Regions from separate parts of the Mus musculus genome. Here regions 1, 2, 3, 5 and 6 are each linked to region 4. A link is a contact called in public HiChIP or PLAC-seq and promoter capture Hi-C data. All regions are on one chromosome and are shown on one strand. Each heading gives the region's core, a stretch centred on a gene start, on an enhancer-like site or on the middle of the called end of the contact. The rest is flanking DNA. Distances are from core to core; before and after follow the strand shown. Region 1 holds the start of A530010L16Rik (RIKEN cDNA A530010L16 gene). Region 2 overlaps Trhr2 (thyrotropin releasing hormone receptor 2). Region 3 overlaps Zfpm1 (zinc finger protein, multitype 1). Region 4 holds the start of Piezo1 (piezo-type mechanosensitive ion channel component 1). Region 5 overlaps Acsf3 (acyl-CoA synthetase family member 3). Region 6 has its middle 5.3 kb from the start of Gm10612.

Region 1 (4,159 bases), core at 840-3,339, 210 kb after region 4:
AGCCAAGCCAAGCCCCACCCGGCCATGTTGCCCCCTGCCTGCACTCCAGCCCAGCAGGGAAGCCCTGGACAGAGTCTGTTAGGACACTCCCTCCTTCCTGGCACTGTGGAATGTTCTTTGATGTGTGTCTCCATTCAGGATCCCTCATATCTGTATTCTGTCTCTACCCACAGATGCTGGACAAACGTCAGTATGACTGGGCAGCTGTGGCAGTCTGGGCATGCCTACTTGGTAACACCAAGAATGCCCTTCATTCTAGGCCTGGTGTCATCACTGTCCCCCTGATGCCTCACGGTTGGTGATTTACCCTATAAAAAAGTACAGGTGACTCTTAGGGGAATGTTTAAGAGACGAAGAAATACTCTTATTATTTAAAAACCAGGAAGTAAAACACATCTCTTACGCAGCCCCTCTAGAGAAGCCCCAACTTTCTTGGCCCCTGATCAAGATTTTGACCTTTACCATCCAGCACTTCCTTGTGGGGACCCTCCTCTCAGGGAAATCTTGTGTGTTTCTGAGGTCTGTTATTAAAGAGAACGGTGCCGGGGCTGTAAGGACGGCTGTTCTCAGGGCACTTCATAGCAGGAGTCACAGAGCCATGGACAGTGGTGGCTCGAGCTGGCTGCTGCTTCTTGCTGGTGCTTTGCATCATCAGAGCCATGGAGATGCAAGACTGGGAGAGATGGCAGTGGGCGACTTCAATGAGCTCCCAGTGCTCCAGAAGCAGGAAATCCTGGGGACAGCAGACAACCAGCCAATCAAAGGTAGGCTGGTCTGCTGTGTCAGGGTGAAGGCATGAACTTGGCGGGTGACAGAGGGAGGGGGCACCCAGGAGGTTCTGCAGAGGGACGCCTAAAGGTGCTCATATGGTAAAAAGCCTGAAAGCCGCTAGATTTTCCCATCAAAATAGAGGGTCCCTTGCTCTTCCTGGGTTTATCTGAAGACATCTAAAGTCATCTCTGGCTTTTCTCTCAAGCTTTAGAGAGGGTGATATTCCTGGTTTGAAGCCAGTCCTAGCTATAGACTTCCCTGAACCCTCCTGAACAAGAGTCTCAGAACAGAGCAGGACCCTGGCCTTAAAGGGACAGTTTCCCTCATGTGACGGAGCCCCAGGCAGACTCCTCTCTCTGGACATGGAGGAGACTAAGTATGTCCCAGCTCTGGTGTCTCTCTTTTCTCCCCACTTTTTCAGAAGTATCCCCTGTTCAGAGCAGCACCCCCTTAGAATATGCTGACCTGAATTCTGAGGTCGCATCCTACCTTTCCCCCAACCAAGTGTCAGTGCACGCCATGCCTGCTGGGGCACAGGTGGGAGTGGGGGGCATGAGAAGCTTGGTGACAGCTTGGTGACCATGTGCACAGCTGGGAGCAGGTGTCCTCTGTGCTCTGGCCTCAAGCTCCTCTTCCTTCATCACAAGCAGCAAGGCAGGTCTCTGTGGGCTTCCACACCAGAGAGTGCTCTTTGAAAAGATGATGTCAGCCTCTGAAACCTGTATGGGGGACCTGGGACAACCCATAGAAGACCAGAGACATGGCTGAAAGACAAACCAAAGTAGCCAGGACCATGGCCCCAGGTGTCATCCAGGCCAAGAAAGGACACCCAGGGGGACTCAGAGACGTGGCTTGGGGACAATGAGCTGAGCTTAGTAAAAGGTGAACGTCTGTCCTGCATTCCCTGCCCACCCATCCTGTATCATGTGACTACAGAAAGCCAAGTGGCATGAGAGACACAAGTTGCCCAGGGCCAGTCTACAGGAAGGGGCTCATCCATCAGCCCTGAGTCTGACCCAGGTGCCACTGGTCCAGTGGGGGAAGGGGACACAGGACGGTCCCTGAGCTTGGCCCAGACTAGGATCTGGCTCTTGGGCCTATGCTAAGCCTCAGAGTCCTGGCCACTTTCTGGCTCTACCTCTGCCCCACATCCCGTAGTCTGCACAGCTCAGGCTTATCTACTCTGCCTCTGCCATGTAAGGGCACCTCACCTCATTTACCGGTTCTGTCAGCCTGGGCAGGAGCCAGTCAGTGGCGCATCACACACAGAATCAAGATGGCTACCTGGTCCAGCTGCCCCGGACAGCTTGCATTCTCTCAAGCTCAGTCTTCTGGCCTGCCAGTGAGAACAGTTCCAGGTTCCTGTTCCTCTCCCGGTGCAGGCAGCCATCCCCCCAGCTGCCGCTGCTTCCTCTCCCCAGGAGCTGCCAGGCCACGTGGACACCCATGGAGAAAACACTATGAGGTCTTTTCAACGGCTTTCTCAACTACACAAATCCGCCGTGAGCAGAACGCAATGCTGGGACACTACCTCAGGGACAGCCTCTCCATTGCTGCCTCAGGCTCTGTCAAACTTGGCCGGAACCCAGCCTCACTCCCAGAAGCCTTCCTGTGGCCTCTTCTGGAAGCACCTCAGGCTTCAAGAACAAGAAAAACTAGGGCCACAACCTGCTAGAGGCTCTACCTCTGCCAGACCACTCTGCTTCTGCAATACCGACCTCCCCTTTCACTCCTGTAGAAAGGCCTGTTCCTTCTAGCGCCAGATAAGGATATCACAGAGCTAGGGCTGCTATAGATTTTCATGGCTCCAAATCATAGTCTCCGTAGGCAGGCAAGAAGCCTGGGAGCTGGCTGTTGGTCCTCCTCTGAAGGGTTAAGACCTCCAGGCTGCATCTGTAGCCAGATGCATGAATAACAGAGGTGCTGTCCCCAGCCAGGCCACTCTGCAGGCCCCAGCCAGGCCAGACTTTTTCCAGGCCTCGGGCCTCAGGTTCCCGGAGGGTTACCACAACTGTTCCAGAACAGAAGCGTTCAGTGTGTGGGTGTTGGAATGTTCCACCACCGTGCCGGGTGCCCCCCACCCCCACCCAGGGGACCGGGAAGTGAAATTGCTCAGTCTGCGTTGGGTGTGGCAGTCTGGGGTGGGGGGTTGGGTGTTTGACTTCACCCGGAAGATTATTATCACGGGAAGTAAGGCGGCCGGCCTATTTTTTTTTTCTTTTGAGACAATATCTTGCTACGTAGCCCAGGCTGGCCTCAAACGCGTGATCCTCCTGCCTGGAATTACACATAAACATCACCATACCCTAAGAATCGTCCTCTGGAGCCGAGGACAAATGTAGTACTAGCCCATGGGCTCCTCAACCGAGAGGGACTCTGTGCCGGCCTGAGTTTCACAACACCCTCCGCATCTTGGTTGGTCTTCTTTGAGACTCCCTCTGAGGTGGACCCTGAGGGTCAGCGGAGGAGAGGGAGAAACTGCATCTTGAACACGTTGGAAGCTGGCTTGTTTGAGACATCCCCCCACCCCTCCCGCGTGCCCTTTATAATGGCACACCTAGGTGTCTGTCCCAGCCCACTATGGTGACAAACAAAGCTGTCTTCCCCTGAGCTGAAGAAAGTTTTGTTTAAATATTTATTTATGCTGGAGAGATGGCTCAGTGGTTAAGAGCACTGACTGCTCTTCCAGAGGTCCTGAGTTCAATTCCCAGCAACCACATGGTGGCTCACAACCATCTGTAACGGGATCTGATGCCCTCTCTGGTAGATAGATACAGTGTACCCATATACATAAAATGAATATTTATGTGTGTGCACTCTAGTGTACGTGTGACAATCAAAGGACAGTTTGCAGAAATTGTCTCTCTCTGTTCAATCCCGTGGGTCCTAGGGAGCCAATTCAGGTCATCAAACTTGATGGCACGTAACCACCGAGCCAAACAAGAAGCAGTTTTCTGTGCAGTGGCCAATAAGATGGGCAACAGGCACATTGAGCAGGGCCCTGCCCTCCTGTACTGGCTTCTGCACCATAGTGACTGGCCTGGGCATGTGGTAATATCCCTGTTCTCGTGATATCCCTGTTCAAGTGATAACCCAGCAATCACTTGCCCAGCTCTGAATGGAGAGGTGGCTGCAATGATCAACTCACTCCAGGTCAGAAGCCAGAAGCAGAGATGAGTGCAGCTACAGCATCCAAGCTATGTAGAAATGGAACTGTGGCCCCGGGTTAGAAATCTTTCAGCGCTGAGACCGCTACTGCAGAGCCCACCGGGGCCTCAACCCTACACAGCCCCACTCTAGGGTTGTACAGCACCCGGGCCCTATCTCTGGTTGGTTTCCGCTTACTGCTCATGACTGCGGAATGAAAGTTAAGACACCTGTCTCAGTT
Region 2 (4,273 bases), core at 1,116-3,615, 200 kb before region 4:
TTTGAGGCATGAATCCACAGTGGCCAGGCGTCAGTAACCTTTACGAGACCCATGCCACACTGGGGCTGCTGGCCTGCTTCATCCCACCCCAGATCCTAACGCTACCACTCAAAGGAGAAACTCCAGAATAACAGGACACCATGCCTAGAGAGCATTCACCAACCAACCAGCAACTCTACCAAACAGTGCATTCCAAGCCAAGCGTGGGATTGGCCGCTGACCTCATGGTCTACAAAGCGAAGCTATGATAGGCAACAGCCAGACGCAGGGCTGAAGCACAGTTGCCTCAGAGGATGGTGAGGTTCTGACCTCAGGAGCTCCGTCTTGCCACAACCTGAGCTGGGCCCTACAAGACCCAAGCTCACTCCAGAAAGTGAGCACACCAGGCCTGTAGCAGCAAGAGGCAAAATCCCTGGAGAGTCTGTTTGTCGTGATGTTCTAGGTCCACATTTGACAAAGGCCTCTGTCCCGGTGTTCCAGGAACTGCCTTGTGCACTGTGAACAGGATCTCCAGACAGCTGCTTTCTGGGTGACTGCCCAGCTGAGCAGACACCTCCTCTTCAGACATCTACAGACGGATGGCCATTGTCCGTAAGCGGAAATGAGCAGAAATCTGTCACTTGCCCGTGCACGGTGACGTTAATGATTATGCACTTAGCCAGACATGAGTGGGACAAGGAGGAGTTAAGATTCAGGATCCTGGGAATGTAGCAGTTTGTACTTGCAGCATCATGGGTAAGGATGCTGCTTCCTGGTGCATACAATAAGGAACAAGAGCTAGATTCAGTGAGCCAGGCCCCGGCTGCTATGAACTAAAGCTCAATGCACCATGCCAGTAGAGTTGCCATTCGGACTTTGTGAATAACTTCTAGGCAGAGACTTGTGCTCTGCACAGCAGGTTACAAGGTTCTTAGAGTCATCAAAGTCTAGTCTGGGGCAGTAAAAGCCACCCTCCAGCTCTGCATTGAGTGACACCCCTTAGGTGACCCTTGTCCTAATGAGCTCCACTCATTCAGTGAACTTTCTCTGGTACAGCTGAATTTAGCTTCCACTACTGTTCATGGGGCTGCTTAAATTCTTTTTTTTTTTTTTTAAGATTTATTTAATTATTATATGTGAGTACACTGTAGCTGTACTTCAGACACACCAGAAGAGGGCGTCAGATCCCATTACAGATGGTTGTGAGCCACCATGTGGTTGGTGGGATTTGAACTCAGGACCTTAGGAAGAGCAGTCAGTGCTCTTAACCGCTGAGCCATCTCTCTAGCCCCGCTTGAGTTTTTTCAAGAACTGAGGACCCAACTCTTGCTGCGACCCTAGGAGAGAAAAAGAGAAGTACTCAGGGAGGGCCAGATGCAGGGCTCAGGTGTCACTGATAGGCACAGGGTAAGGATGGTGTATAGAGCTGAGTGGACAGGCATCAGTCGTACCTGTGGGTCCCATCCCTCGGCTGTCAGCATTGTGGACTGGCTTATCTAAAGCCCAGGCCATTGTGAGCCTGTCACATGACACGAGGCAATGGCTGCTATAGACCCCCAACAGATGTGGCACAGCCATGTTGGTGAAGGTGCTGTGCTTCAAGGGAACAGTTGACTAGAAAGGAAAGGACAGGAAAACATTTGGCGTGTCTGACATCAGGAGACCCATGAACAAGGATGGTGGATTTGTCCAGGCCAGAGGCATAGGGCGAGGTCCCACATCTAAACTATACCTGTACATGCAGCTCACAGAGGGAGGTGGGACAGCGTGGGAGGCCACGGCTGTGCCTCCATGTTTGTCCCCCACATTTGTGACCCCTGACACTACTTCCCAGTGGACATAAGCACTGATCCCAGACAATGGTGCAGGAGACAGGGCAGAGTTGAGGGTCAGTTCTGGTCACATCAGCAAGCCAGCCTGGTGTGTTGGCTTCTAGAAAATGTGCCTCTCAGCAAGGGGACACCCACATGTCACATGGGTGTGGTAAGGAAAAGTCACAGGGTAAAGGGGCACCTTTGAAGAAAGATCCCCTGGGGTGTTTCAGGAAAAACCTGCTCAAAGGGTGGCAGAACCAGTCGGTCCAGAATGGAGCTAGTGCTGGCCCAGGACATCCAGCCAGCCTGGTATGAGGGCTTCTAGAGCAGGTGCCTCTCAGACTGGAGAGAATGACATGGGGAGGCCAGAGGTAAGACTCAGCTGCCCCGGGCACACCTCCACCTTTGTGTGGGCTTTCCCCCCCGAGGTTCTAAATACCCTGCCTCACCAGCCCAGACTCAGCAAGCAGAGCCCCTAAAAAGCCACATCTATTTTGGAGCACCCCACATCCCCAGTGCAGGGATGAGTCACTAGGACCATATCCAGTCAGGAAGCCAGAAACTGCTTGAGAAGGCTGAGTCACCCAGGCTAACCACACACCCCCACAAGCATCCCCCCAATTTCTGCCTTCCCAAGGTCTCCAGTCACAGAGTGAACTGTCCTGCTTGTTGAGACGTCTTTGATACTGAGTCCCTCAGCCTTGGGGTCCCAGGACCAAGATAGGGTCATTGACCACATTTACAGGGTAGGACTCAGAGGCCTGCCGTCCTCAGGCTCAACCAGGAGTCCTGCAGACAGAGCTGAGGCTGTCTCTCTGCAAAGGCTTTCCCTGCCTTCTCATCTTCGAGTCTGCAGTGCGCCTCCACTAAAGACAGCCTACAGGGCAGCAGCTAGCAAAGTGGGTTGAGAGAGCCAGGCTTGCACATTCGGGGTCAAGTGGCTTCTTGATGGAGGTTGGAAAGACAAATGATCTCCTTCAGGAACATCTGCGGTGGATAGGATTGCTTGGTGGAGTCTCTTGCAGGGCTGCCCACTGTTACAGAAGACTGGAAGGAGGGCTGAAGCTGGGGCTGAACATCACAGAGCAGCCTTGGGTGCTGGTGTGACTGGCTGGACACTGTTCTATATAACCCCCACTGTCCAGTGACCAGGTTTGAGACCTGTGTGCATGGGCTCACCAAGGGACAGATGCGATCAAAGCTTAGAAGAACATTACTTCAGTAATACCCTTAACATGGTACTGCTTAAAATACTGGTGAAAACAGATAAAGGGGGTAGATCCCACAGACGGTGAAGGCTGGGCCTCCAGCCTCCTCTCTGTTCCCACCGGCCTCAATTTGGAGTAGAGAACCTCCCACCCAGGGTCCAGCTGAGAGCGTTCGAGTGTCCTTCTTCATGGTAAAGGAATCTCTGGAGACCCAGAAGCAAGGAGCTGCCTGCCCCTCTCCTGATGGCCCGCCAGTGCTCAGAACAGATGCCAACCAGGGGAGTGGAGTCAGGGGCCAGGCAGGAGTCCTCAGAGCACACTGAAGTGGGGCTCATGCTGGCAACGCAGGGAAGCAGCTGCTGCTGGACCTGAGACCTCACGGGAGCCCAGTTGCATCTTCTCAGTTCCTAGGGAGGTCTCCTGGGCAGCACTGTAGTTGCTGGTGGGGGCGCATGCTGCACGTCTCTGGGACCCAGCTGCCCGGCACCAGCACAGTTTCAGGAAGGCTGCCCGGAATTTCTGCGACATGAGGCTGTAGATGACAGGGTTGATGGCACTGTTGGTGTAGACGCAGGTGCGGCAGAACAGCAGGACCCAGGGGTCCAGGAAAGGCCGGGCCAGGAAGGAGTTGAGCAGCACCAGTGTGCGGTAGGGGGTCCAGAGCACTGCAAAGAGCAACACAATCACGGCCAGCATCCTGGTGGCCTACAGAGAGGTAAAGGGGGGAGGCGTGACTGTGAGACACCCACCAGGCATGGGGAGAAGCTGACAACAGGGTTGCTGCATATGTCAGGTGCCAAAACCAGAGGGTTAGGGATCTCTCAGAACTGGGCCTCAGACAGTATCAGGACACTCACCATCCTTTCTTTGTAACACAATTCTTTGTAACAAAAATGTCTTTGTAACACAATTCTGTTATAAGTCCCCAGCCCCAGATAGGGTCCCCACTGTGACTTTTCCCATTTCAAAGCCCCTTCTCTGCTCAGCCTGCCACCTCCCCTTAAGCTTGGCAGCTCCTCTTCCTGGAACACTTTCATGCTCCCAGCTTGGGTTTCTCCCTTGCCAAGCTCAGCTCTATCCATTTGTCACCTGTCAGCGAAGACCCCTGAACTGTCCCCTGACTGCTGTTCTCCAGCATCGCTCGCTGCCATGTTTCCTTCCTTCCTTCCTCCCTGGACTTGGACGGGCTTGTGTTTACTTGGTTCTACTGTTGTCTACAAGGAGGGCATCTGACGGCCTTCCCATGTTCTCCTTCCCCACGATCCAGCACCC
Region 3 (4,283 bases), core at 1,295-3,794, 210 kb before region 4:
GACACTCAAGTCAAAGGTTAGGGCAGATCCTGGGGGGGGGGGTGGTCAGCATGCAAAAGGTCCAGTTTACACACACGGGGAGGGGGGGGCAGGGGATAAATTATGCTCCAGTAAGACACTGAACTGAAGGACAGTACCCAGCTGATGCAGAGTGACCCGAGTGCTAGATTGTACATGGCCTGCTACCATAGGAAGGGCTCAGCCCCAAGGGACCTGGTGCGGGCCCCCTGAGAAGTAGAAAGAGAAGGTGGTGGCAGGCATGGGTGTAATATATGCCTAAAGGCAGCAGTAGGAGCTGAGTCCTCATGTCCCCTGTGCAGGGACAGGAGAATCCCCAGTGCCTGGGTGGGTCCTACGATTAGACGGGGCCTTCAGGGACACAATGAAAGGAGAGCTAAGCCACCAAAAGCCAGTACCTCAGCCTGGAGCTGTCAAGGCCAGGCCCTTCCTCATCCAGTCAGTACCTCACCCCCACTTGTACCCCTACCAGAGGACGTCTTCCCCTGCAAAGACTGCGGGATCTGGTACCGTAGTGAGCGGAACCTGCAAGCCCACCTGCTCTACTACTGTGCCAGCCGCCAGCGTGCAGGCTCTCCTGTCTCGGCGACGGAAGAGAAACCCAAAGAGACCTACCCCAATGAGCGTGTCTGCCCCTTCCCCCAGTGCCGAAAGAGCTGCCCCAGCGCCAGCTCGCTGGAGATCCACATGCGCAGCCACAGTGGTGAGTGCCCCGTGCCTGCCCTGGCCAAGCCAGGCCCTGCACTGGACTGGTGGTCAGGAAAGCTTGCTCTGCCACCATGTGCTATGCAGTTCCCCGTCCCTCCACAGCCTAGCGCAAGGCTTACCTGTGGCTATATGCACACTTAATAAAAGGCTGGGTGTGTACTTGACGCTGGGCGGCATATGACTGATGCGAACTAAAAGGGCCAGTGTTCCTTCCTTGTCACTGGGATCCATCTCTGTGTTCCAGGAGAGCGCCCCTTCGTGTGCCTCATCTGCCTGTCGGCCTTCACCACCAAGGCCAACTGTGAACGCCATCTCAAGGTGCACACAGACACGCTCAGCGGTAGGTGTGCTGGAGGGGGCCGGGATGGGGTCTCTGGGGCTAAACCTGAGCCCCAGGAACCTGACCACAACAGTGTGGCCTACAGGTGTCTGTCACAACTGTGGCTTCATATCCACCACAAGGGACATCCTCTACAGTCACCTGGTGACAAACCACATGGTGTGCCAGCCAGGCTCCAAGGGTGAGATCTACTCACCAGGGGCTGGACACCCAGCAGCCAAACTTCCTCCAGGTAAGCAGCCATACTGGAGCCTCACTGGCCCTTGGATAAGTGAAGGGGGGAGGGGCCTGTCCATAGGCATCACATGGTGTCCTTGTCAACCCTAGAACCCCAATCCCTTCTGCCTACCACATCCTACCTAGGGCCTGCCCTGGGCCTGACATGCAGCCCTGTGTTCTTGTAGACAGCCTGGCAGGCTTTCAACAGCACTCGCTGATGCACAGCCCCCTGGTTCCCGCTGACAAGGCACCCACCCCATCCTCAGGACTGGACAGTAAGGCCGAAGTCACCAACGGAGAGACCAGAGTGCCCCCCCAAAATGGGGGCAGCAGTGAGTCCCCTGCAGCCCCCAGGACCATCAAGGTGGAGGCTGCAGAGGAGCCTGAAGCCACCCGTGCCTCCGGTCCGGGAGAGCCAGGTCCCCAGGCTCCGTCTCGGACACCTTCACCACACAGCCCCAATCCAGTCAGGGTGAAGACAGAACTGTCCAGCCCCACGCCTGGCTCTAGCCCAGGGCCGGGAGAGCTAACAATGGCCGGGACACTCTTTCTGCCACAATATGTGTTCAGTCCGGACGCGGGCACAACCACCGTCCCTACGGCGCCACAGGCCTCGGAGATCCTGGCCAAGATGTCCGAGTTGGTGCACAACCGGCTACAGCAGGGTGCAGGGAGCTCCGGCGCAGCGGGAACACCCACTGGCCTCTTCTCGGGGACTAAGGGTGCCACGTGCTTTGAGTGCGAGATCACCTTTAACAATATCAACAACTTCTATGTGCACAAGCGCCTCTACTGCTCGGGCCGCCGCGCGCCCGAGGACCCGCCCACTGTGCGCAGACCCAAAGCGGCCACCGGCCCGGCCCGCGCGCCCGCAGGTGCCGCCGCAGAGCCAGACCCGTCACGCTCGTCGCCGGGGCCCGGGCCACGAGAGGAAGAGGCGAGTGGCACGACTACTCCGGAGGCCGAGGCCGCGGGCCGGGGCAGCGAGGGCAGCCAGAGCCCGGGCAGCTCCGTAGACGACGCAGAGGACGATCCGAGCCGCACGCTGTGCGAGGCCTGCAACATCCGGTTTAGCCGCCACGAAACCTACACTGTGCACAAGCGCTACTACTGCGCCTCGCGCCACGACCCGCCGCCGCGCCGGCCACCCGCACCCACGACCGCACCGGGACCCGCGGCTCCTGCGCTGACAGCGCCACCCGTGCGCACGCGCCGGCGTCGCAAGCTGTACGAGCTGCCCGCAGCTGGCGCCCCGCCCCCAGCCGCAGGCCCCGCCCCTGTGCCAGTTGTACCCTCCCCCACTGCGGAGCTGCCCTCTTCTCCGAGACCTGGGAGCGCCAGCGCCGGCCCTGCCCCCGCGCTCTCTCCGAGCCCGGTCCCCGACGGCCCCATAGACCTGAGCAAGCGGCCGCGTCGCCAGAGCCCGGATGCACCAACAGCTCTGCCCGCGCTGGCCGACTACCACGAGTGTACCGCATGTCGCGTAAGCTTCCACAGCCTCGAAGCTTACCTGGCTCACAAGAAGTACTCATGCCCCGCCGCGCCTTTGCGCACCACTGCCCTCTGCCCCTACTGCCCGCCCAACGGGCGCGTTCGCGGCGACCTGGTTGAGCATTTGCGCCAGGCACACGGCCTGCAGGTGGCCAAGCCAGCGGCCAGCCCGGGCGCTGAGCCCCGCACACCTGCCGAGCGTGCTCCGCGCGACAGCCCCGACGGCCGCGCACCACGCTCTCCTTCCCCTGCTCCCGAGAATACGCCTTCTGACCCAGCAGATCAAGGCGCTCGGACACCCAGCAAGGGCCCGCCAGCTCCTGCTCCTGCGCCGGGTGGTGGTGGCGGCCACCGCTACTGCCGCCTGTGCAACATCAGGTTCAGCAGCCTGTCCACTTTCATCGCGCACAAGAAGTATTACTGCTCTTCTCACGCCGCCGAGCACGTAAAGTGAGCCTGTGGGGCCGCACCACCAGGACCCTTGACACTTAATAAAGACATTCGGTGTGATAAATTCGCTGGAGGCCCAGCCTGTTGTCTTAGATCTAGTGGGCCTCATTCCATACCCCAGCTTGTGCGGCCCTGCAAAGGGCACCCCACCGTTTCCTCCAGGACTTAGCCCGCTCCAGGGATTCAACCGCCCCTGCAGAGTTCTTTTCCTCTGCCTCTAGCTCACCCGCTGCCCTGCCAGAAAGTGCATCCAATTGCAGACTACTAGAGAGAGTGAAACCTTGTTCTTGCTGAGTCTTCGAGAAAGAGGACCAAGTCCCAAAGTGCCCCTCCCGTCACAACAGGGGTGGGTACTTATGACTACAGAGTTGGGCCTGGGTATACCCCCTGTAGTCCGTGGCTGGCCGGCTGTAGGCCACGTCTGGCAGAACCAAAGCAATGGCAGTCTAGCCATTGCTTTGGCCTCTCTGCTTGGTCCCCTGAGAAGGTGTGAACATGGCTGTTCTCCAACTCTGTAAGTCTTAACCGGCAGCTGTAGAAGCTGACAGAGAGCCCTGAAAATACCATACCCCAAGGACCCGGGCCCTGTCGGCCAGTCCACCTCTCCTGCAGCCTTCTGAGGCGGCCTGCTGATGGACCTGGGTTTACACAAGAATAAATGTTCCTGAGAGTCCATTCACAGGCCTGCCCAGTCTGGAGCATCCCTCCTGGTCTCCTCTTAAGGGCCCTTCCCAGAATGCCATGCATCCTTCCACCTTCCTGATGCTCATGCCCAAGGCCTGGCCTCTGGCCTCAGTCACTCCATAAACTCCTTTCTCCACCTTGGCAGAGCAGTCTGCCCTCCCTTGCCTTTACCATGCAGGAGGGACAGGGTCTTTCCCTGGTCCCACTGTCGGAAGCCCAACCCTGCTCAGTCTACCCTGTTCCTTAGCTATAGGGCTCTACAGATCACCAGCTCTTGCCTAACCCTCCTGCCCCTCACTCTATGGCCTGCAGTTGGTCCCTAGTCACAGACCCCAAGGTCAGTCACTATGAGCCTCTGCCTGTGTCTCCAAAG
Region 4 (4,413 bases), core at 1,731-4,230:
GCTGTCTGAAGAGGGTGGGTGGGCAAGCCCGATAACCGTTCCCACCTCCCGGCCCAGAGTGGACAGCTAATGGTGACCGAGAAAACATTCTGAGAAGGGAGACACGTCCCCACTGTAAACAGTGATACTTCTCGGTGACAAGCCGTCGAGCCCAGGTGCCACTCTGTCACGGATGTGCCTCCCATGCTATGGCGAACGAAGGAAGAAAACAGAGACCACGTTGCATTACCACACACAGGTCTTCACCGGGAGGGAGGGAGCTTTCTCACTACCTGGCTCTTGCTTGGATTTTAAGTTCCTGGTTCCTCTGTGAGGCCAAGAATCAGGAGACCTGGTCCTTTCTCTCTCAAGCACAAAACATCCCTCCTGAATCCAGATCCCTAGGTCTCCAGGTCACCGGGTTAAGTCTGCCTGGGTTGGTCACTATTCCCATGGGACTAGGGCATCACCTTGCCTGACTTTCCAGATTAGGGGAGTGGCAAAGAGGCTAAGCACCCCAGGATGATTCAAACCTTCAGGAAGGCCTGAGACAGCACCCAGCATTTAAGATGACTAACCTGTGAAGACCTTGTTTCCAAAACATAGGACTCAAACTGTTCAGAGGGTGGAGGGTGAGGGAGCCCTCACAAGAGATGGAGTGAACGTTCCACCTCCAGCAAGAGGTCCCGCAGTGATGACTACACCCCATAGAAATGAACAGGATGCCAGCATCCCCTACGTCACCACACAGAGCTCTTAGCTGGCTCTGTATCCCTTGCCCACCTCCCCAGGCATAAAGAAGACTGTTGGTGGCCAAGCCCACACCCAGGCTCAGTGTCAGGGTAGGTGTGGCCTGTGCCTAGATATGTTCTCATGAATGAATTTTATTGGGGGGACAGTTTGAGCCTAAGGAAAGACAGGAGCATTAGTCATCAATATTCTTTTGAAAGCTCCCCAGGTGACTAACACACAGGCTGGGTGGGAACCCCCAAAGCTGGCAAAGCCTCCTTCACATCCTAACCAGACTCAGTCTGGAAGCTTCCTCTGACACCCACATACTACAGCTGAAAAGCCAGGGGACCTCAGAGCCCAGACTGATCCTTGGAGGGTAAGGATAAATTCTAGCTAGTAGCACTGCTGTCCACGAGCTAAGAAATGATTTTGCATTTTTTTTTAACTGCTGGAAAAAAATATCAGAGTATTTCATGATGTGAAAGCATTCACCATCTGGCCTGTCAGAGAAAAGTCTGCCGGTTTTGTTTAAGCACGGCCCTTGTCTGTGAAAGAGGACCTCTTCCATGAAGATGGAGAAGCCTTTCTCTGCACACAACAGGACCACCTCTTCCCTGCCCTGCCCTCCTTGTTCCCAAGTGTTGACAGTCAGTGAAGGAGCCTGAGAAGCAGCTCTTGTTGAATCTTTAAGAAGGGTACCCGTCTTCTACATTCTCATCCACCCATTCTGCTTATATTTACAGTCTGACCGTCTACAGGCCAGCGAGGAAAAGAAGCCACAAATGTGGGCCCTAGACCTTGGCTCTCCTAAGTCCGGGCTGAGCTGAGGACAGTATCCGCTGGCCCCTCCTTTCAGAGCTCAATGGTTTTCATTGATTCCTGCCTTGAAAAATCCCCCCCACCCCCCCACCCCGGTCTCACCACATTTTGGTCCTACAAATCAAAACTTGGCCTGTGTGGAAGTCATTGCCCGGGTTGCCTGACACCCCCCGGAGCCTGTTCCTGAAACAGGGTGCACAAGCAGTGTCCGTGGAGAGATGGAGGGAATCACGCACAACCCCCCCACCTCCAACAGATGGACTTCCACGAGGCAGACCAACTTTCACAGTGGGTACACTGACTCTCTGTGGGCTAATTTAATCAGACCCCGAGGAAGGTCACATGTGGAGGGGTGCTGACTGCTTCAGGAGGTGTAAGGGGGTGAGCAGCTGGGCAAGGTGCCCTGGGTGAGGCTGGGAGGGCGGCAATGGAGCCCAGCACCTATGACACCAAAAGAGAGAAGCTCTTTGCAAGAAAGGGACGTATGCCAAGGTAGGGGATCTCCAGTTCTGACATCAGGCAGAGCCTCCTGGGGCGCCCTGTGCCCCAGTCCCTCTGGAAGGTAACCAAGTAGGGCACAAGGAAGACAGGAGCTTAGCATTGGACAGACAACCTCGGAACTGAGACTAAGAACTGCGCCTAGGGCTGGAACATTAGTTCTGGTAGGAAATTTCTGACTTGAAAAGCTCCAGGCAGAACGCCACCTTCTCCCAGATTGGTCAGGAAGTCATGATGCAAGTTTGATTTTTTTCTTTCTTTCTTTCTTTTTTCTTAACTACGAAAGAGAATAGAAAGTCGCGCTCCCCTCACAGCTCAGACACTAACAGCCCCTTGCCCGGGCCTCTCCTCCCAGCCCGCGTGGAGACGCCCAGCGCTATCTGGGGCTCTCGCGGACCCGCGCCTCGCCGTTGCCTGCCGTGCTTTCCACTCGGTGCCCGGGCCGGGCCCGCCGAGGCCGCCAGCGCGCTCACGCCTCTGGAATGCGAGCGCCCTGGGCCGCGAGTCCCGCGGAATCTCCTCGCCTATGCTCGCCCGCCGGGGCGGCGCGGCGCAGGGGGACGCGGACGCAGCCTTCCCGCCCGCGCCCTCCACTCACCCGCCAGGAGCGTGCAGGGCAGCAACAGCCAGTAGAGCCCGGCGCCCAGCACGTGCGGCTCCATGCCCCGCGGCCGGGGGACCGCCCGGGGTCGCGCCGCCGTGGCTAAAGGGAGGTGCGAGGGCCGGAGGAACCGCGCGCCATGGCACTCTGGGCGGGTCTCCGCACGTGCGGCGCGCGGCTGCTGTGACCTCCCGCCGGCCTCGATCTCGGGTCGCCGGCCGGCCCGGCCGCGCCCTCTGGTTCCCGACGGCCGGATCCCGCGCACGCTGGGTTGTCAGCCCGCCCGGCTCGGAACTCACGGCGGCTCGTGGAGGCCGAGCTGGGCCGGACGGCGACGCGGCGGCTCTCTCCCTGCTCCCGCCTGCGGGCCTTTATAAGCTCGGCCCCCGCCCTCCCTGGAGTGCCCGCCTCCGCGCTTCCCCCGACGGCCAGGCGCGCCCAGGCACCCCCTCGCTGCCCAGCGCAGTCTGCTCGAGCGCCGGCCCTACTAGCCTGGCTGGTGCCGGTGACCCGGAGACCTCGACCCGCGCGCCCCCCAAACCCTCCTTCAGCCCAGCGCAGTTACTCGCACTGTGCCCGTGGGGCGCTTCTCCCTGGGGCTCCGGGGCCTGGGACCCGGGGTGGGGGCAATACAAGAAGACTCCCAAAGACCTGACCCACTTAGTACCCACGCGCAACTGCGCCCCTCGTGGTTGGAGCAACTTTCGCTTTGTTCCCCAAGCCGTGATGGCGCAGCGCCCTCTGGGGGCTGTCAGAGTCCCTAACTGTGGCACTGGCGGCCACGCTGGCTAGGCCTTGGTGGTTGGGGTGGAGAGACACCTTACTGCTGTGGCATCAGACAGCTGCATCCCACTGTGGTCTGCGTTGGGGCTTTGGGACTGCTTCCAGTCACACCTGCCCCCACTGTGTGGCTTGGCTTTAGTCAGTGTGCTACAGACAGTAGCAAAAGCTGACAGAGCACCTGCTGTCCCATTGGTGGCCAGACAAGGTCTGAGTCCGGCACGTGCCCGGTACCTCACCCAAGCCGCCTTGGTTTGGCTCAGTCTTCCGTATTAAGGTGGATAGGAAAGACGAAATGAAAAGGGGTCAAGAACGGCACAGTTGGACCAAGTTCAGGATGCACTGGGAAATGAGTAGCATTAGGGGCAGAGGCTTAACCGGGAGCGGTGATGATGTGACCCTTTTGAGCCTCAAGGCACCAGCAGGCTAAAGTCAATCACACTTCAGAACCTTCAATTTTCCAGAACCACCAGAAATGCAGGCTTTCCCTGGACATATAGTATTTAAACTGCCTAGCTTGGTCTCCAAGACTCACCTCTAGTCTGACTCTGAAGGGGTGCTGCTAAGACACGGGAAGGTTCAGAAATTCATTCAGACCTGCTCCTTGAGCAGCAGTTCTCAACCTGTGGGTCGTGACAGCTATGGGCCTTGAACGACCCTTTCATAGGGGTTGCATAATAGATATCCTACATAACAGCTATTTACATTATGATTCATAAGAGTAGCAAAATTATAGGCCGGGCGTGGCCTTTAATCCCAGCCCTCGGGAGGCAGAGGCAGGCAGATTTCTGAGTTCGAGGCCAGCCTGGTCTACAAAGTGAGTTCCAGGACAGCCAGGGCTACACAGAGAAACCCTGTCTCAAAAAAAAAAAAAAAAAAAAAAAAGAAGTAGCAAAATTATAGTTATAGCAACAAAATAATTTTATGGTCAAGGGTCACCACAACATGAAGTGTCTTAAGGAATATTAATTAATTAATTATTAATTAATAATAAATAAAAATAA
Region 5 (4,476 bases), core at 308-2,807, 250 kb after region 4:
AGGATTGAACCAAGAGTCTTGGGGAGCCAGTGTCCTGAGGACCCTGACTCTGCTCTGTGTTTGGAGGTGCTGATGCTGTGATAGCTGCTGGTCTCAGGAAAGCTGGTGTGGCACCGTGGGGTGATGCTGCACATCCTCAGGAGCCCATAGCATCCATGTTTCAAAACCCAGGTTACCATGGCAGATGAGCCATGATTCAGAAATGCAGCCTGCTGAGACTGGGGGAGAGGCAGACGTGTGTCTCAGTGTTAATAAGCTGGTGTGCTTCTAGTTCATGCCACTGGCCTGGGAATATGTATTCTTATTGTATGGAAGCTGAGATTAAGATTCATGGTGAGGCCCTGGTTAAAGATCCTCAGGCCTGCTGCCTGCCCACTGTATGAGCCAGGCAGCAATTTGCTGTGTGGGGCAGGGGGTCTTCAGGTGTCATTGTATAGCTGGCTGTGGAAGGAGCTTGGCTTCACCATGTTTGACTTCTCACTAGATCCTAAAGTCACACGTGGTAAGGTTACACTGACTGGCTTTCTAGCCACAGGAAGAATGCAGTGCTCCTGCCTAGAGCCAAGCCTTCTGTTACTGAGTTAGCTGTACGTGTTATTCTGTTCCAGTTGGATAGGACCCGTGCAGTGAGTATCATACAGGTGATGTTTACTGCCAAGCTGGGCTGCTCTGAGATGTTAGAACTCAGCAGGGTCCCTAGGGGGGTATCTGAGAGGGAAGGTGGGGTGCGGTAAAGTAGCTGCACACTGATCGATGTCAGGGATGGCACCAACACAGCTGGTGACTAGTCAGATGGCATTACTGGGATGTGAGGATTCCTGGGTGGGCAAGAGGCCTGAAATGACTGTGCTGTGGGGTTACTGCATCTGTAGAGTCCATCGACAGCAACCAGAGCCTTGACCATGGAGAGAGGTTCCTTCCAGCCCCCAGCCCTGCGCTCCATTAAAGTCCTGCTTCCTCCCAGACATCAGGTGGTAGAACCCTGGGGAGTCACACTAGAATCAAAGCCCTAACACAGCCAGATGTGATGTGTGTTCCTTTTTTGCTGCAAAGAGATGTTCCATGAGGTGGGCGTTCACTAATTGCTATTTATGAGACATTTGTTTTGCGTGGTGATTTGAGTCTGAGGTGTCTTCAGAAGGATCTGTTGGGGGGGGATGGATGACAGCGGATGGGCTTTAGAAAGTTTGTAGACCCTGAGGCCTCTGATCACATCAGTAGAACCAGCCCCTGATGGAATCTTGGCAGGATGGCATTCTGGGAGATAGAGCCAGTTTGGGGGGAACGAGTCACGAAGGGGGAGCTCTCCCAGCTCCTCCCCTCTGCTTCCTGCTCACCATAAGGTGGACAGCCCCGCTCCACTCAGCTCCCACTGGGACGGACGCCTCATCACAGGTCCAGAAGTGAGGAGCAAGGTGACCCTGGACCACGAAGCCTCGGGAACCACGAGGCAGAACAACTCCTTTGTCCTTTAGTTGTCCTCTTAGAAGCTTGTCACAGCCATGAAAAACTGACCAACACGAGGTGTTTCCAGACTTGGGTCTTGATGAGTCATTTTGATACATATTGATTTGAGGTTTTCTTCTGCAACTAAGGATCTCTGTCTCTAAGGTCAGTGCATGGGAGGAGCCTGCTGTTATGATGCAGCATATTTGAGAACTGCTCAAATGGTTCCTGGAGGGGACGGGCTGCTTCACGTGCCACCATCAACAGGTTCTGTTCCGTGTTTGGAATCTGCAGTTTTGCAATGTTAGGGGTCAAATCCAGGACCCACACCTACTCAGCAAATGCTCCACCGCTGGGCTATTGCTCCCCACAATCCTGCACATGCTAGGTTTTTATATGTGTACGGGGGTGCACATGCCATGGCATGCATGTGGAGACCAGAGGAACTCCTCAGTTGTTGTTCCTTGTCTCCATCTTGCAGGACTTTTTGTTCACTGGCATTTATAGCAAGATAGCTGGCCCTTAAGCCTGCAAGAATCCTCCTGCCCTCAACTCTCATCTTGCTGCATGCTTACATTACAGATACACATAACCACATGCTTGCATTACAGATACACATAACCACATGCTTGCATTACAGATACACATAACCACATGCTTCCATTACAGATACACACAACCACATGCTTGCATTACAGATACACACAACCACATGCTTGCATTACAGATACACATAACCACATGCTTGCATTACAGATACACACAACCACATGCTTGCATTACAGATACACATAACCACATGCTTACATTACAGATACACATAACCACATGCTTGCATTACAGATACACATAACCACAAGCTTGCATTACAGATACACATAACCACATGCTTGCATTACAGATACACATAACCACAAGCTTGCATTACAGATACACATAACCACATGCTTGCATTACAGATACACACAACCACATGCTTGCATTACAGATACACATAACCACATGCTTGCATTACAGATACACATAACCACATGCTTACATTACAGATACACATAACCACATGCTTGCATTACAGATACACATAACCACAAGCTTGCATTACAGATACACATAACCACATGCTTGCATTACAGATACACACAACCACATGCTTGCATTACAGATACACATAACCACATGCTTGCATTACAGATACACATAACCACATGCTTACATTACAGATACACATAACCACATGCTTGCATTACAGATACACATAACCACAAGCTTGCATGACAGATACACATAACCACATGCTTGCATTACAGATACACACAACCACATGCTTGCATTACAGATACACATAACCACATGCTTGCATTACAGATACACATAACCACATGCTTACATTACAGATACACATAACCACATGCTTGCATTACAGATACACATAACCACATGCTTGCATTACAGATACACACAACCACATGCTTGCATTACAGATACACATAACCACATGCTTACATTACAGATACACATAACCACATGCTTGCATTACAGATACACATAACCACATGCTTGCATTACAGATACACACAACCACATGCTTGCATTACAGATACAGATAACCACATGCTTGCATTACAGATACACACAACCACATGCTTGCATTACAGATACACATAACCACATGCTTACATTACAGATACACATAACCACATTTGGCTTTTGCATGGCAAGGGCTTATCCACTGAGCCATCTTCTCAGCCCCAAGAACCAGCTTGTCTGTATCTACAAAGAGTCATTTGGGTTCTTAATTGGAATTCAATTACACCTGTACATCACTGGGGGGCGGGAGAGAATTAACAATGACTAAGCCCCAGTCCATGAGCATGTGTGTCTTTCCGTTCACTTAGGTCTGACCTACCCTTGTTTGCGCCATCTTCAGCAATCAGGTGCTGTTTCTTTTTCTTTTTCTTTTCTTTTTTCTTTCTTTCTTTTTTTTTTTTTTCAAGACAGGGTTTCTCTGTGTAGCCCAGGCTGTCCTGGAACTCACTCTGTAGACCAGGCTGGTCTTGAATTTAGAAATCTGCCTGCCTCTGCCTCCCAAGTGCTGGGATTAAAGGCGTGCACCACCACTGCCTGGCCTTTCCTTTTCTTTACCTTCTGTTTCTGATACCCCAGTGGGTGTAAGTGCTGGTTGCTCATCGATAGTCTGTGGCAGCACAGCTAGCTCTGGGTGGGCACTGGCATCCTCTAGTAATTTGGCTAAGTTCACCCACTAGTTCAAGGACATTGTTTGACTTCAGGCTGTAATATATTAGGAATTTTCACATATGCCTCACGTTTTTTGCAAATAGCCCTTTTATTTCTTCTTTTCAAATTTTCATTCATTTCTTTTTTTTTTTTACACTATTTCCCCAGTTAGGTTTTACGTCATTGTGTCTCATAGAGGCAGGAAAATGGGCATACTTTGTGTGTGTGAATGTGTGTGTGTGTGTACTCATGTCTGTGCCCATGTGTGTGTGACACAACATACATGTTGAGGTCAGAAGACAACTTGTAGGGGTGGTTATCTCCTTCAGAGATGTGTGTGTGTGTCATGTGGGCACATCATGAGTTCTAGACCAGCCTGTCCTACAGAACAAGACCCTGGCTCAAGACAAAAAGTGGAAGGCTCATACTCTAATAGCAAGGAGAAGTGTAGACTAGCGGACATGTTCAACAGCAACACCATCGTTCACCACTGGCCTCAAGCATTACAGCCAAGGTGCAAGTGTATGTGCTGATCTTACATAGCCAGTGTATACAACATAACCACAAACAGCAGCCCCATGGTCAAGACACAGTGTCCGTGACAATGCTAGAGGAGCCACACGTTCTACTTGACATCCAGGAACTTGGTCCATTGGTTGGCCACTCTGAACCAAGCTGTTGTTCAATAGGTCTACCTATTGAAGGTTGTGATTTTCAAAGATTTCCAACTATCTGGTTTCAAAAAAGCCACCTGCCTGGGTCAGCAGTGGGGTAGAGGAGCTGTGGAGAGCAAGT
Region 6 (4,447 bases), core at 272-2,771, 150 kb after region 4:
AAGGAAGTGGCTGCAGAGAGCTTGAGGGGCCGCGGTTCCCTGCAGAAACCATGGCCGTCTGCAGTCTGCACCCAGCTTTATGCCAGGGATTGGGGGCTCCCTCCTGTTCCCTCACACTCTTCCCATGCCAGGGTGGCCAGACATCAAGATGGCCTTGCTTCTGTCTTTTGGAAACTGCAGGAGACAGCTGTCCATCAAAGTTCTCTAATGATGTGGCTGAGTGATTCCAGGTTGGGGCAGCCTTCCTTCCAGGCCTTTAGGAATCTGCTGTCTAACCAGAAAGCTGAGAATAGGAATTCAGAGGCTATGGAGACTGGAGGCAAGGAGGCACTCAGCTTACACTGTCTCCTCTTCTAGGTTGTGAGACTCTATGAGTGCTGGGTAGGTAGATGAACAGATGCATCATGGATGGATGGGTGGACAGACAGACAGATGAAAAGAAGAGGCTACACAAGTCTCATAGCAATCCACTTTATACAGAAAGGATAGGGTCTGCAGGTTGATGTCTCTAGTCTCTAAACCCATCAAGGAGGGCCGTAAGTCCCAGCCGCTCCAGATTGGGGGGAGGGGGGAGAACAGTGACCTGTGCAGCTCCTTGTGAGCTGAGCGGCAGGCCACCAACTTCTGCTTCTTGGTCCCAAGTGAGGTTTGTCTAGTTAGGGTGGGTAGCAGGAGCCATACACTGGGTGACAGGTGAGCCTGTCCAGTGCTGGCCACCAACCCTGCCCAGTACAGGGTGGGGCTGAGCAAACTCAGAACCAGAGAGCAGGTGACACAGCGCATGGCTGGGTGACACGTGGAAATCCGGGACGGGGACTGTGATCATCAGATGTACATCTGGAGAGGACAAGCCTGCTTTTGGGTCCCTAGGCTGGAATTAACCCCTTGTGAGGGTTGGAATTGGGACCCAATGTTTTAGGGGCTTGCTTACATCTCTGGAAAACTCTACGGCTGCCCCTTAAGGTGCTTCTGAGAACAGAAATAAATTCAGCAAACCACACAGGAAGCGCATCTGCTGAACACCTGGATGTGCGAGGCCTGCCTGTGACCTCGGAGAACCCACTCAGCCTCTAGTGAGGCACAAGTGTCAGCGTTGCCACCACCAGCACATCACTGCCACCAGTGCATCACCTGGAGGCTCAGCAAGGTCACCCAGCAGCTGAAAAAGGGCTGGCATTTTTTCAGCCAGGCTTAACCCAGATTGGTGAATCTGTAGGCATCTATGACCCAAACTGTCAGGCACAAAGTCCTATCTACCTTGGCCACTGTTACATCAAGCCCGGGTCCCTCAGCCGCAGGAAACCAAGGTGTCCCAAGGGAGAGTCCAGCCTGTATATGACCCAGCACACAATGCAATGACCCACAGAAGCAGGCATCCTGAGAGCCTGGGTGCTGCCTGCTTATTGGTGGGGAAGCCCCTTCTGAAGCCACTTTCTCTTTAAGGGGCCAGTGTGGAGGGCAGCCCCTGGTTTCTTTATGACTGTGAGGTTGGGGCTGGAGGCTCACCCTTCTTGGGGAGTTGCTCTCCTCAGCAATCTCTTTTAATTTCACTTCCTTTGGGTCTGGGAAGCCAGAAGTGCAGCTGGCCCGGGGCAGCAGGTGCCTGAACCACAGAGGCAGAAACAGGCAGAGATGAGAAAATCTCCCTTAGGCGTGAGCACTGTTTCCTTCGTAATTTCTCACTCCATCTATCTTTCTTTGGTGTTGAAGGGCGCTTTAAAGGGAGCTCTAAATAGGCCTGGACAGTGTACTGGTAGCATTCTGAATACTCTGTTGCAGCAGGCAGCCACAGAACCTGGTGCCTGCTGGTCAGCTTCCCTTGGGGCCTCCAACCCCGCCTTCACAGTCACACCAAGGGTGCCGCCCTTCCTCCAGTCGGTGGGCTGTTTGCAGGTGTGTCGTGGTCATGGAGATCCTGGTAGGCCTGGCTGAGAGAGTGACGGGTGTTTTAGGCACCTGGAAGGATTTGGGAGACGCTTGGAGTCAAAGCTTTTGGATCTGATGAGTCACTGGTGTGGCTAGCCAGGTTTCCTCCTGAAACTGGACCCTCTGTGTAAACTAGTGCTGCCATTGAAGTAACCTCAGAACAGAATGGAAGGGAACTTAACTTGTATCTGCGAGGAAAACAAATTTGCATTGCTTTTTAAAAATGAAGTTTCTAGTAACATTTTTCTGTGCACGTGCAGATCACGGTCCAGTTTAGAGGCTGTGGGGCTCGACCACGGGCTTTCACTAAACTTTTTTTTTTTTTTTTTAATTTAAGACAAGGGCTCAAGTAGCCCAGGCTGACCTCCAACTAACTATGTAACTATGACTGGTCTTGAACCCCTGATTTTTTTTGCCTCTATTTCCTGAATGTTGGAAGTACAGGCACGCACTACCATGTCTGGCTATTATCTGTAATCTTAAACATCAGGTAGGACTGGTGAAATTGGTCAGTGGGTAAAGGCACTTGCCACCAAGCTTGAAAACCTGAGAGAAAGTGGAAGGGGAGAACCAACTCTCTGTACTTTTCTATTCTCTGACCTACACACACACACACACACACACACACACACACACACATACACACATACCCACATATATACACAGAGACACACGCACATACACACATATACAGAGACACATGCATGGACAAATGCATAGACATACACATACACACACATATATATACACACACACTCTCATATATACACACATAGAAACACACACATACACACATACACACTTATACACAAAGACACATGCACAGACAAATGCACTGACATAAACACACACATACACATATTCACACACTCAAACACTCACACACAGACACACATACTTACACACAAACACACACATAGACACACACACTTACACACTCACATATAGACACACACTTACTCACTCTCTCTCTCTCTCTCACACACACACACAGAAAGAGAGAGAGTAAAATATAATAGAAAATTTTAAATCACACGCCCCCCACCCCCTTGAAGGCCCAGTCGGCACTGTTTCCAAACACCAGTGCCTCCATGGGCTACTGGATGCTCTCTGGTTCCTCCTTGCTGAGTGTCTGGTCTCATGAAGGTCTCACTCTGGACTCTGCCTGCTGCTGTTGTCTTTTGCTTAACTTCAGAGCTTGGGCTTCATCCTAGTGGATATGGTGGTAGAGGGTTGCCTTTCCTAGGCTGCAAATTACTTTCGTTTTTTCTCTTCAACTTAAGCTTTTTCGTTAGCACACACAGATTCCAGCGGTAGTCTCCAGAGCAGCGACTCTCTGAACCCCTGGGTCTCAGCCCATGGATCTGTTCCCTGAACATCCACTGCTCCTGCATCCCAAGTGCTACACAAGGCTTGAACCCTGTCTTACCCGACATGTTCATATAGGTTCCATATACTGTGGAGGGGTGAAGACAAAGGGCCAGAAGGGAGGTGTAGGTCCCCCACAGTATGGTTGGCAATGGACATTTGTCAGGAAACCTGCAGAGGCAGACACCCTGGGGCACTTGAGTCTGTTCCCATGAGCCCTTGGGGGCTGAGGGCCAAGGGATGGACCTTCGGGAATGCATAGGGAAAGTAACAGAGAGGGACCTCAGGACCTGTCTTTTCTGACATCTCTGATCTGTAGGACACTTGCTCTCTGATGCTACCTCATGCCTGATGTTCCTCTTGGAAGGCTGCTTGGTTCCCCAGCCTCTTATGACCTAGTTCCTTCTCCTTAGGAGACATGAGGGCCAAAGGCAGCCACACCGTCTTAGCTACTGTCCCATTGCTGTCAAGGGACACCATGACCAAGGCGACTTATAAATGAAAGCATTGTGTTGGGGTTTGCTTACGGTTTCAGGTTTAGTCTGTTATGGTGGGGAGGAGCTACATCCTGACCTGTAGAAAGACAGCCTAGCCCTGGCATGGCTTCTGCACTCTCAAGTGCATCACCCTCAGAGACACACTTCCTCCAACAAGGCCACAACTCCTACTCTAAGCTTTTCAAAGAGTTCCATTCCCTGACATGCAACTATAGGAACCTATAGGAGCCATTCTTATTCAAACCTCTGCAACATCACTCTCCATCTGGAGGGGAAAGAGCTGGAATTGGGCCCAGGTGGTGCTGGGACAGCTCACACTGTGTTAGGGAAGTCTTCACAGCCCTATGGCCTCCCCTCCACCTATAGACCCCCCCACAGACCTGCTGTATCACGGTGTTTGCATTTAGAATTTTCTGCGGTCAGAATCAACACCAAATCTCAATCTCTCTCCCCCTCCCCCTTCCCCTCCCCCTCTCCCTCTCCCCTCCCCTCCCCCTCTCCCTATTTCCTTGTATTTACACTCTCATCTATCTATCCTAGACTGGCCTTGAACTTCTGGCCCTTCTGCTTCCACTTCCTGAGCGCTTAGGTTAGGCCATCGTGGCAGGTTTATGCAGTTGTGGGGTTAAGTTATAGGACATTGTCCATGATAGACA

The links. Promoter capture Hi-C pulls out the DNA fragments that hold promoters and counts their contacts. HiChIP or PLAC-seq counts read pairs in DNA pulled down with a chosen protein or histone mark.
Region 1: a promoter capture Hi-C map of liver shows a contact between it and region 4, with 4 times the contacts expected there. The contact joins the promoter of A530010L16Rik here to the promoter of Piezo1 in region 4. A contact is called at or near these places in 12 of 39 promoter capture datasets (cranial neural crest, embryonic stem cells, frontonasal cranial neural crest and 7 more) and 1 of 115 datasets of contacts at active chromatin or transcription factors (memory CD8 T cells).
Region 2: a promoter capture Hi-C map of hippocampal neurons shows a contact between it and region 4, with 2.3 times the contacts expected there. The contact joins the enhancer-like site here to the promoter of Piezo1 in region 4. A contact is called at or near these places in 5 of 39 promoter capture datasets (the SN4741 cell line, fetal liver, hippocampal neurons and 2 more), 2 of 484 Hi-C or Micro-C datasets (the G1E-ER4 cell line and cerebellar granule neurons), 4 of 115 datasets of contacts at active chromatin or transcription factors (embryonic stem cells, memory CD8 T cells and pancreatic cancer cells) and 1 of 9 other capture datasets (adipose tissue).
Region 3: a contact with region 4 is called in a promoter capture Hi-C map of hippocampal neurons, with 2.3 times the contacts expected there. The contact joins the enhancer-like site here to the promoter of Piezo1 in region 4. A contact is called at or near these places in 1 of 39 promoter capture datasets (hippocampal neurons), 4 of 484 Hi-C or Micro-C datasets (the G1E-ER4 cell line, cerebellar granule neurons, cortical neurons and 1 more) and 2 of 115 datasets of contacts at active chromatin or transcription factors (memory CD8 T cells and pancreatic cancer cells).
Region 5: a FOXA1 HiChIP or PLAC-seq map of pancreatic cancer cells shows a contact between it and region 4. The contact joins the enhancer-like site here to the promoter of Piezo1 in region 4. A contact is called at or near these places in 5 of 39 promoter capture datasets (cranial neural crest, hippocampal neurons, liver and 1 more), 1 of 484 Hi-C or Micro-C datasets (nephron progenitors), 17 of 115 datasets of contacts at active chromatin or transcription factors (the SCID.adh cell line, acute myeloid leukemia, astrocytes and 13 more) and 1 of 9 other capture datasets (liver).
Region 6: a contact with region 4 is called in a promoter capture Hi-C map of pre-B cells, with 3 times the contacts expected there. The contact joins the enhancer-like site here to the promoter of Piezo1 in region 4. A contact is called at or near these places in 11 of 39 promoter capture datasets (the C10 cell line, the HPC-7 cell line, cranial neural crest and 6 more), 3 of 484 Hi-C or Micro-C datasets (all in the G1E-ER4 cell line), 1 of 115 datasets of contacts at active chromatin or transcription factors (memory CD8 T cells) and 2 of 9 other capture datasets (adipose tissue and liver).

Annotation. Positions count from the first base shown.
Region 1 is chr8:122,760,672-122,764,830 of GRCm38.p6, forward strand. A530010L16Rik (RIKEN cDNA A530010L16 gene) reads right to left here and starts at 2,090. Exons shown (of 3, transcript NR_151739.1): 1 at 1,983-2,090; 2 at 1,261-1,503; 3 at 339-733.
Region 2 is chr8:122,353,801-122,358,073 of GRCm38.p6, forward strand. Trhr2 (thyrotropin releasing hormone receptor 2) reads right to left here. Exons shown (of 4, transcript NM_133202.3): 4 at 3,167-3,706. The coding sequence ends at 3,311. Among named protein-coding and RNA genes, the nearest start is that of Trhr2, 6.9 kb to the right of the region's middle. Within about 2 kb of position 2,366, at least 77 of the 459 cell types and tissues checked have an H3K27ac peak or open chromatin away from gene starts, as enhancers often do. A contact at or near this core is called in the G1E-ER4 cell line, hippocampal neurons and pancreatic cancer cells, where this site is marked.
Region 3 is chr8:122,333,962-122,338,244 of GRCm38.p6, forward strand. Zfpm1 (zinc finger protein, multitype 1) reads left to right here. Exons shown (of 10, transcript NM_009569.4): 7 at 491-721; 8 at 971-1,066; 9 at 1,152-1,298; 10 at 1,471-3,901. The coding sequence ends at 3,230. Among named protein-coding and RNA genes, the nearest start is that of Gm46056, 8.4 kb to the right of the region's middle. Within about 2 kb of position 2,545, at least 44 of the 459 cell types and tissues checked have an H3K27ac peak or open chromatin away from gene starts, as enhancers often do. A contact at or near this core is called in cortical neurons and hippocampal neurons, where this site is marked.
Region 4 is chr8:122,548,349-122,552,761 of GRCm38.p6, forward strand. It overlaps Piezo1 (piezo-type mechanosensitive ion channel component 1), which reads right to left and starts at 2,981. Exons shown (of 51, transcript NM_001357349.1): 1 at 2,627-2,981. The coding sequence starts at 2,690.
Region 5 is chr8:122,797,999-122,802,474 of GRCm38.p6, forward strand. The region is part of intron 6 of Acsf3 (acyl-CoA synthetase family member 3); the gene reads left to right. Among named protein-coding and RNA genes, the nearest start is that of Gm35466, 23 kb to the right of the region's middle. Within about 2 kb of position 1,558, at least 2 of the 459 cell types and tissues checked have an H3K27ac peak or open chromatin away from gene starts, as enhancers often do. A contact at or near this core is called in pancreatic cancer cells, where this site is marked.
Region 6 is chr8:122,700,965-122,705,411 of GRCm38.p6, forward strand. No RefSeq gene overlaps it. Among named protein-coding and RNA genes, the nearest start is that of Gm10612, 5.3 kb to the left of the region's middle. Within about 2 kb of position 1,522, at least 78 of the 459 cell types and tissues checked have an H3K27ac peak or open chromatin away from gene starts, as enhancers often do. A contact at or near this core is called in adipose tissue, memory CD8 T cells and pre-B cells, where this site is marked.